2 separate regions of the Mus musculus genome follow, and region 1 is linked to region 2. Evidence: chromatin contacts called from public ChIA-PET data. All regions are on one chromosome and are shown on one strand. Each heading gives the region's core, a stretch centred on a gene start, on an enhancer-like site or on the middle of the called end of the contact. The rest is flanking DNA. Distances are from core to core; before and after follow the strand shown. Region 1 holds the start of Cst7 (cystatin F (leukocystatin)). Region 2 holds the start of Nanp (N-acetylneuraminic acid phosphatase).

Region 1 (3,157 bases), core at 358-2,857, 470 kb after region 2:
AAACTTCTCAGATGGTGTATATGGGGCTTGTAGTATTCCCAGGTTCCAGTGTGAGGGTGGTGTTTATTTGGGTCTGGGCAGAGAGGCCTGAAGGGGGTGGCTCAGAGAAGCTGTTGAGGGCAGGTGAATGGAGAAGATTCCTTTCAGCTCACAAATTTGGGGGAAGTTAACGTGGTAGAGACAGGGAACTGACAGTCCTCCAATATCTCCCCCAACAGCTGTCCTGTGGTGTTAACTATAATGTGGTAGATGTGGCCACTCTGTTGAATTAGGCCTCAGAGGAGGCAAACACAGCATCGTCAAAACACCGAGTATAAAAAACCGAAACCCTAGGATCGGTGAGATAGCCAGTACCAATGTCTTCCCCAGATCTCTCACATAGGCCAAGAGGGCTTTGCAGCATGAACACCAGCTTCTGCCCAAGCTTCTCTCTGGACAACTGGGGCAGAGGAATCGTAGGTAGGCCAGGAAGGGCCTCCTAGTGAGCACTAAGGCCACAGGGAGCAGGGCATGGAGAGGCAAGGTCTGTGGCCTGGCCCGTGCTTAGTGCTGTCTCCTCTTTTACCAGTTAACTACCTCTTTGCCAATGACCCCCCCCCCCCGAGCTGCTGTGGTCCATCCTCATCCTCAGAACAGAAGCTCCCCTACCCATTACTGCCCTGTCTCCACAGTGCCCCATTCACAGCATCTACTTGGGTCTTGGATTTGGAGGCTATGCCCTACTGTGTCTCTACACTTACTTCTTTGCACCTAATTGCTGTGAAGGGGGATTCTATGTCCTTGGTGTCTCTTGGGTATTCCCTTTCACTGCCTCCCAGTGACCAGACCCAGCCTGCTTTAAGGAGGAAGAATGACAAAAGCCTTATGCATAAGCGCTGTCTTCATCTACTGGGAGATGGTCAGTTATCAGCTTTTTTGTCAGTTAGAGGCAGGGCCCTCAAACTTTATCTATGTGCTGAATCTGCTTGCTGGGGCAGACATCTTCCAGCTCTCTGTAGGGAAACAGGCACTCATGGCTGATGGTTAGCAAGTTAGCTAGCCTGGTTGCATCTCAGCTTTCCAACACAGGCGACTGCCACCCCTCACTGGCCACTAGCATGCTGACTTGCACAATACTTATCTTACTGGGGTCTCTGCAGTAAAGTCAGTTAGAAAAGTAAAGCTGTCAGATATAGACTGAGTGAGGCCCTTGAACAGAAGAGAACAGAAGTTGTTCTCTTTATCCCTGTGGCTGCTGTTATGCTTGATCCCTGATGTCTATTCTGCTTAGAAGTAGCTGCTGCCAGGATCCCCAGCCCCTTGCCAGGGTCTTTCTCAGGGTTCCAAGAGTGTCCTAAGAAAGATGCAAGACTAACAGGCCAGGGTCCCCATACTTCTACTACTAGAAGGTGGTCAGAACAGTACTCTGGGATGGGGCCAGATGACCCTTCTCTTACCTGGGGGGCGTGCCCCATGGGTGTCAGAAGTTAGGCAGCAGAGGGCAAGCAGAATGGCCAGCCACATGGCTGGGGAAATGCAGGGAGCATGTAGTGGGCCAAGTGCTCGGCAAGTACAGCTCCAGGACCAGGGCATGGTGGGGTAGCTTCAGTGGGGCGTGGTTTCTTGCTGAATCATTTTAACCAGAAGCGCTTCATCTTCAGGACTTGGGGCCACAAGAGCAACCACTTCCTTTAAAGAAGTTTCCAAGCTGTGATCATTTGCAGGGGGAGGCAGGGGGAGAGAAGTGAGACCCACGAGCGCAGCACCCTCTCTCCTTCCCAGGGTGGGAGGAGGCAGTTTCCTACCATTCACCACACACGGGGGATGCTGATGTGAAGAAACCAGGGGATTTTCAAAAGTAGTCACTTGACTGTCCTTCTACATTTATAGACTCTCTCCCCTCCTGCATTCTAGTATTCAGAATAGCCCCCTTCAAGAGACAAGAAACTATGCTGTCCGGGTCTGAGGGGTTATCTGCAGGAAAGCTATTCATACTTTCCAAAGTCCTTGGGAGGAGCATTGGCACGTGGCTTCTGTGCCTCAAACAGGAGCTCAGCACCGTGAGAGCTGAGATACTGATCATGGCCCACTCTGGGCTCAAAGCCTTCTAAGGAGATGAAATTACGTAGACAGAGGTCTGATTCTGGCCATGCCTCTACTTTCAGCCCATGGTTTGGAGTGGGTACCTATACCCAGTTATCTGAATCTGAATCTAGGCTTTGCTGTCATTAGACTAGGAACAGCCCATGCACCTCAGTTACCTCTGGGGACTTGTGAAACATTGGAGTTTCTTTTGCATAAAGGCTCAGGGTAGGAGGAAAGCAAGCTGTAATCGGCTTCAGTGTGGAGAGGTATATTCGTCTCTCAGAACTAGGCTAGGAAGGTAGTGTGGAAGGATGCCTGGGGTCTTACTTGCCCCCAGGAGACACATGGGCCTCCCAGGCTGCCTGACATACAGATATAGTCAGATCCTGGATGCTCGGGGCAGCGGTGGAGGGGGTCTGAGCCAGGTGAATTGTGCTGGATCCTACTAAATTCCAAACAGGGCAGATAGGGTCTGCGGGACATGGACAAACTATGTAATCTGAGGTCCCAATAGGTTTCTGGGTGCTGCAGGTAGTATTCAGTAAGTAGTAGCTGTTATGACAACCCCCCATGGTCCTTTCCTGTTTGATCTTGGGATCCTTATTTTTGGCTGCTAGGGTCTGGGACACAATGTCTTCAGTATAAATGGGATAGAGTAGTGCCCGCTTCAGTTTCAAACATCCACTGAGAGGTTGGGAGTCAGAACATAATCCACGTGTTGTATTTCTAGCAGTAACCAGAGCATCAGTAGTCTAGGTGGGAGCAGGAGATGGAGCTAGGCTGGCTGCTTGGTCTTCAGGCCAGTGTGGTGCAGTACAAAGATAATTCAGGGATTTGAATTCCCCGCCTCTGTGCTACATAAAGTCTGAAAGCTTCTGCGGAGTCCCTAAGGAGAACCTCATCTTGTATAGTTCTTGAGATTGTTGAAAATAAAATGCAGAGTCCCATCCTCCAGTTATCCGGAGAGACGTTGAAGTCCAGCTTTTCAGGAAGCTTTGGGAGTGAGAACACTGCTTGCAAAAGAATGGGATCCTGTACGTTGGAATGGAAGATTCCAGGGAAGCAGGGGTATTGAGCGCCTGAATTCTCAGTG
Region 2 (2,863 bases), core at 44-2,543:
CTGGAGGCCCAGCCATTTTTTCACAATTTGTATATATTACCCAGGTAGGGTACAGTTCACTATGAACAGAAGCCACTTGGAGCCAGTATCATTCAAGTATAGACAAAGATCTTAGTTGAAGTTAATTCAAGCCAGATGTGGTGGTACTTGGGAGAACTAGCACTTGGGAGACAGAGGGAGGCAAATCACTCTGAATTTGAGGCCAGCATGGTCTACACAGCTAGCTCCAGGCCAATCAGTTACTCAATGTGACACTGTCTCAAAACAAACAAACAAACAACAAAAACTGAAACTATAGACAATTAAATTTAATCAATTCTCACATGTTATGAAATACTTTCTCATTTTCTCTGAATAACTTACAATGTAAGAACCAATCCTAATTCGAAAGCTCAGAACCAGGTCTGTGGCATTGGCTGACCCAATAAGTTCCAGGTTAGTGAAAGTGACTCCAAATTTCATCAATAAAAAAGGATTAGAGGTTGATTTCAACCAACAGAAGGCAAACCTTGTTACTTATCTTGTGGGGTTCTTAACAGACAGTCTCGGTTCCTTGCTAGAAATTACAGAAAACCATGCAATTAATAGGCACACAAGACTTGGGCTGCAGAGTTTCAGAAAAATGAGTAAAGATGGAGGGAAAGGAGCTGGAGAAATGGTTCACTGGTTAAGAACTCATACTGCTCTTGTAGAGGACCCAAGTTCCCAGCACCCACAGTGGGCAGCTCACAGCCGCCGCAACTGCAGCTCCAGGACGACCTCGTCTGTCCTCTGCAGGCACTCACGTACACAGAAACACAAATACACATTTTTAAGAACAACCATTCGGCAGACACTGCAGAGACTCCCATTTCTCTTCAGTTCTTCTAAGCATCTTTCAAAGGATGTTCAGATGAAGGCTCTAGTTCCTACAAGGCTGTGGGCAAGAAGTGAAGCGCTAAAGTCACCGGGCAGCTAGGTTCCGAGGTTGGTGGGCACACTCTCCTGCCCCATCTCCTGATGGAGACTGTGCGGTCACCATAGAAAGACAGGCCAGCCAAGGGTCTGGAGAGTTTCTCCAGTACGGCTCGGATGTCCTTCTCAGCCCTAAGCAAGCCCACCAAGCCATTAACGGAGAGGACCATCCACCCACACACAGCAGTAAGCCTTGATAACACTCATCCACCTCTCGTGCACGCGCACCCTATAAAATTTAGTGTCCGAATCTCGCGCGATCTTGCCACGGAGACCCCGGAGCTTTGGAAGGGTCAGGTGACCTCCGAGACTCCGCCCAGGTGTTCCTGACCGCCTTGCGCATGCGCGGCGCGGCAGAAGCGGCTCGCGCGCTGCTTGGGTTGCCGAGGCTATGGGGCTGAGTCGGGTCCGCGCGGTCTTCTTTGACCTGGACAACACACTCATCGACACGGCCGGGGCGAGCAGGAGAGGCATGTTGGAGGTAACGTCCCCGCGCCGTCGCCCTCCCCTGCCGGGCCAGCACTCCGCTCCGCACCCTCAGTCCCCCCGCTGCGTGCCCGTGGAGCTTCTTTCCCGCGCGTGGGGCCGGGTGCTGGACTCTGAACTGCCACGACTGCAGAGTCGCCGCCACCTGCGGTCACCCGGGCTCGGACGGCGCGGGACGAGACCCCTCGCCCTCCTCTTGCTGCAGCCCCGCGCGAGATGGGCTGCGGTGGGTTTTGGGGAAGAGGCTCAGACAAGGCTTTGGCCCAGGAAGTTATATAACTCTGAGAGGCGGGCCTGGACTTAACCTACATCATAGCATTTTTTTTTTCCCTGCAGGCCTCCCTGTGGCCTTCCGGGCTTTCTGGTGCTGAGACCCTCGGCACATAAAATGCTGAGGGGGCAGTCTTTTAGTGAGGCATTGCTGATCTGCACCCTCCTAGCTATAGCTACAGATGCTGTCGGACATCTTCCTTTTCCAGTCCTGCTCTTAACCCACCCCTACTTTCCATCCCCTGCCTTCAGCTTCAAGGAGAAACCGAAGGAGTATCAGATGTGGAAAGCCCACTTACAAAAAAATGCCTGCCCTTTCAATACTAAGGGTCTTATGCGTCTTCAGGTAGTTTTTTGTTTATCTGGATCTTAAACCTTCCACATTTCTTGCTGCATTGCACCCACAGTTTGTTCGTGTCGGTCTTTAAAATTTTTTAACCCTACATCTCTCTTGGACTGTGCTTTTCTGCACAGCTATGTTTTAAGGAAAATTGCCACCCGTTGTCTCCATCAGGGCTCTCTTCTCTGTATTTCCAAATCCACTCACTGGGACGTAGCTTCTGTCTCTGCCACAAGAATACAATAGGCTTGCCAAGTGGTTAGGTGGCTCCCAAAGTGCCAACGTCACTAGGTATTTTGAATTGGGGTGTGCATGTGCGTGTGCGTGTGCGTGTGTGTGTGTTATTTTCTTGGTTCTGAGGTTTGAGCCTACCTCCTCGCCATCCGAGACAGGTTCTCCCCTGAGCTACTTCTCCCCACACTTGGAATCAGTCTTAACTGAAGATTTCCACGCTGTCGATTGCCCCGTGCATTGTGACACCCTCACACGTTACATACTTCCGTGTGTTCTGCCTCCATTATCTCAGACTGCAGACAGGGCACACTCAACAGGTGCTCTTATCCAGCTGAGGCCCGTGTTTTGAGACTCAGGTTTTGTGTTAGGCTGGTTCTTGTTAAGTAGGTCTATTAAACCTCACATTTGAATCACAATTCTCCCAGTACTCGGTGCCTCAGCAGACCCCCTGTCTATGCCTAGCCTCAGATCCTCGTAAATTTGAGCATTAGTCTGCATAACACTGTCAGGTAGCTTTCATGCCATACATGGGAAGATTGTACCATCCAGCGCTCATTCAGTGAACTGCGTCCCCATCCA

Evidence for each region. ChIA-PET counts read pairs in DNA pulled down with a chosen protein or histone mark.
Region 1: a contact with region 2 is called in an RNA polymerase II ChIA-PET map of memory CD8 T cells, with 38 read pairs. The contact joins the promoter of Cst7 here to the promoter of Nanp in region 2. A contact is called at or near these places in 8 of 39 promoter capture datasets (the 3T3-L1 cell line, the C10 cell line, the HPC-7 cell line and 4 more), 1 of 115 datasets of contacts at active chromatin or transcription factors (memory CD8 T cells) and 1 of 9 other capture datasets (liver).

What each region holds. Positions count from the first base shown.
Region 1 is chr2:150,568,865-150,572,021 of GRCm38.p6, reverse strand. Cst7 (cystatin F (leukocystatin)) reads right to left here and starts at 1,607. Exons shown (of 4, transcript NM_009977.3): 1 at 1,437-1,607. The coding sequence starts at 1,503.
Region 2 is chr2:151,037,809-151,040,671 of GRCm38.p6, reverse strand. It overlaps Nanp (N-acetylneuraminic acid phosphatase), which reads left to right and starts at 1,293. Exons shown (of 2, transcript NM_026086.2): 1 at 1,293-1,435. The coding sequence starts at 1,346.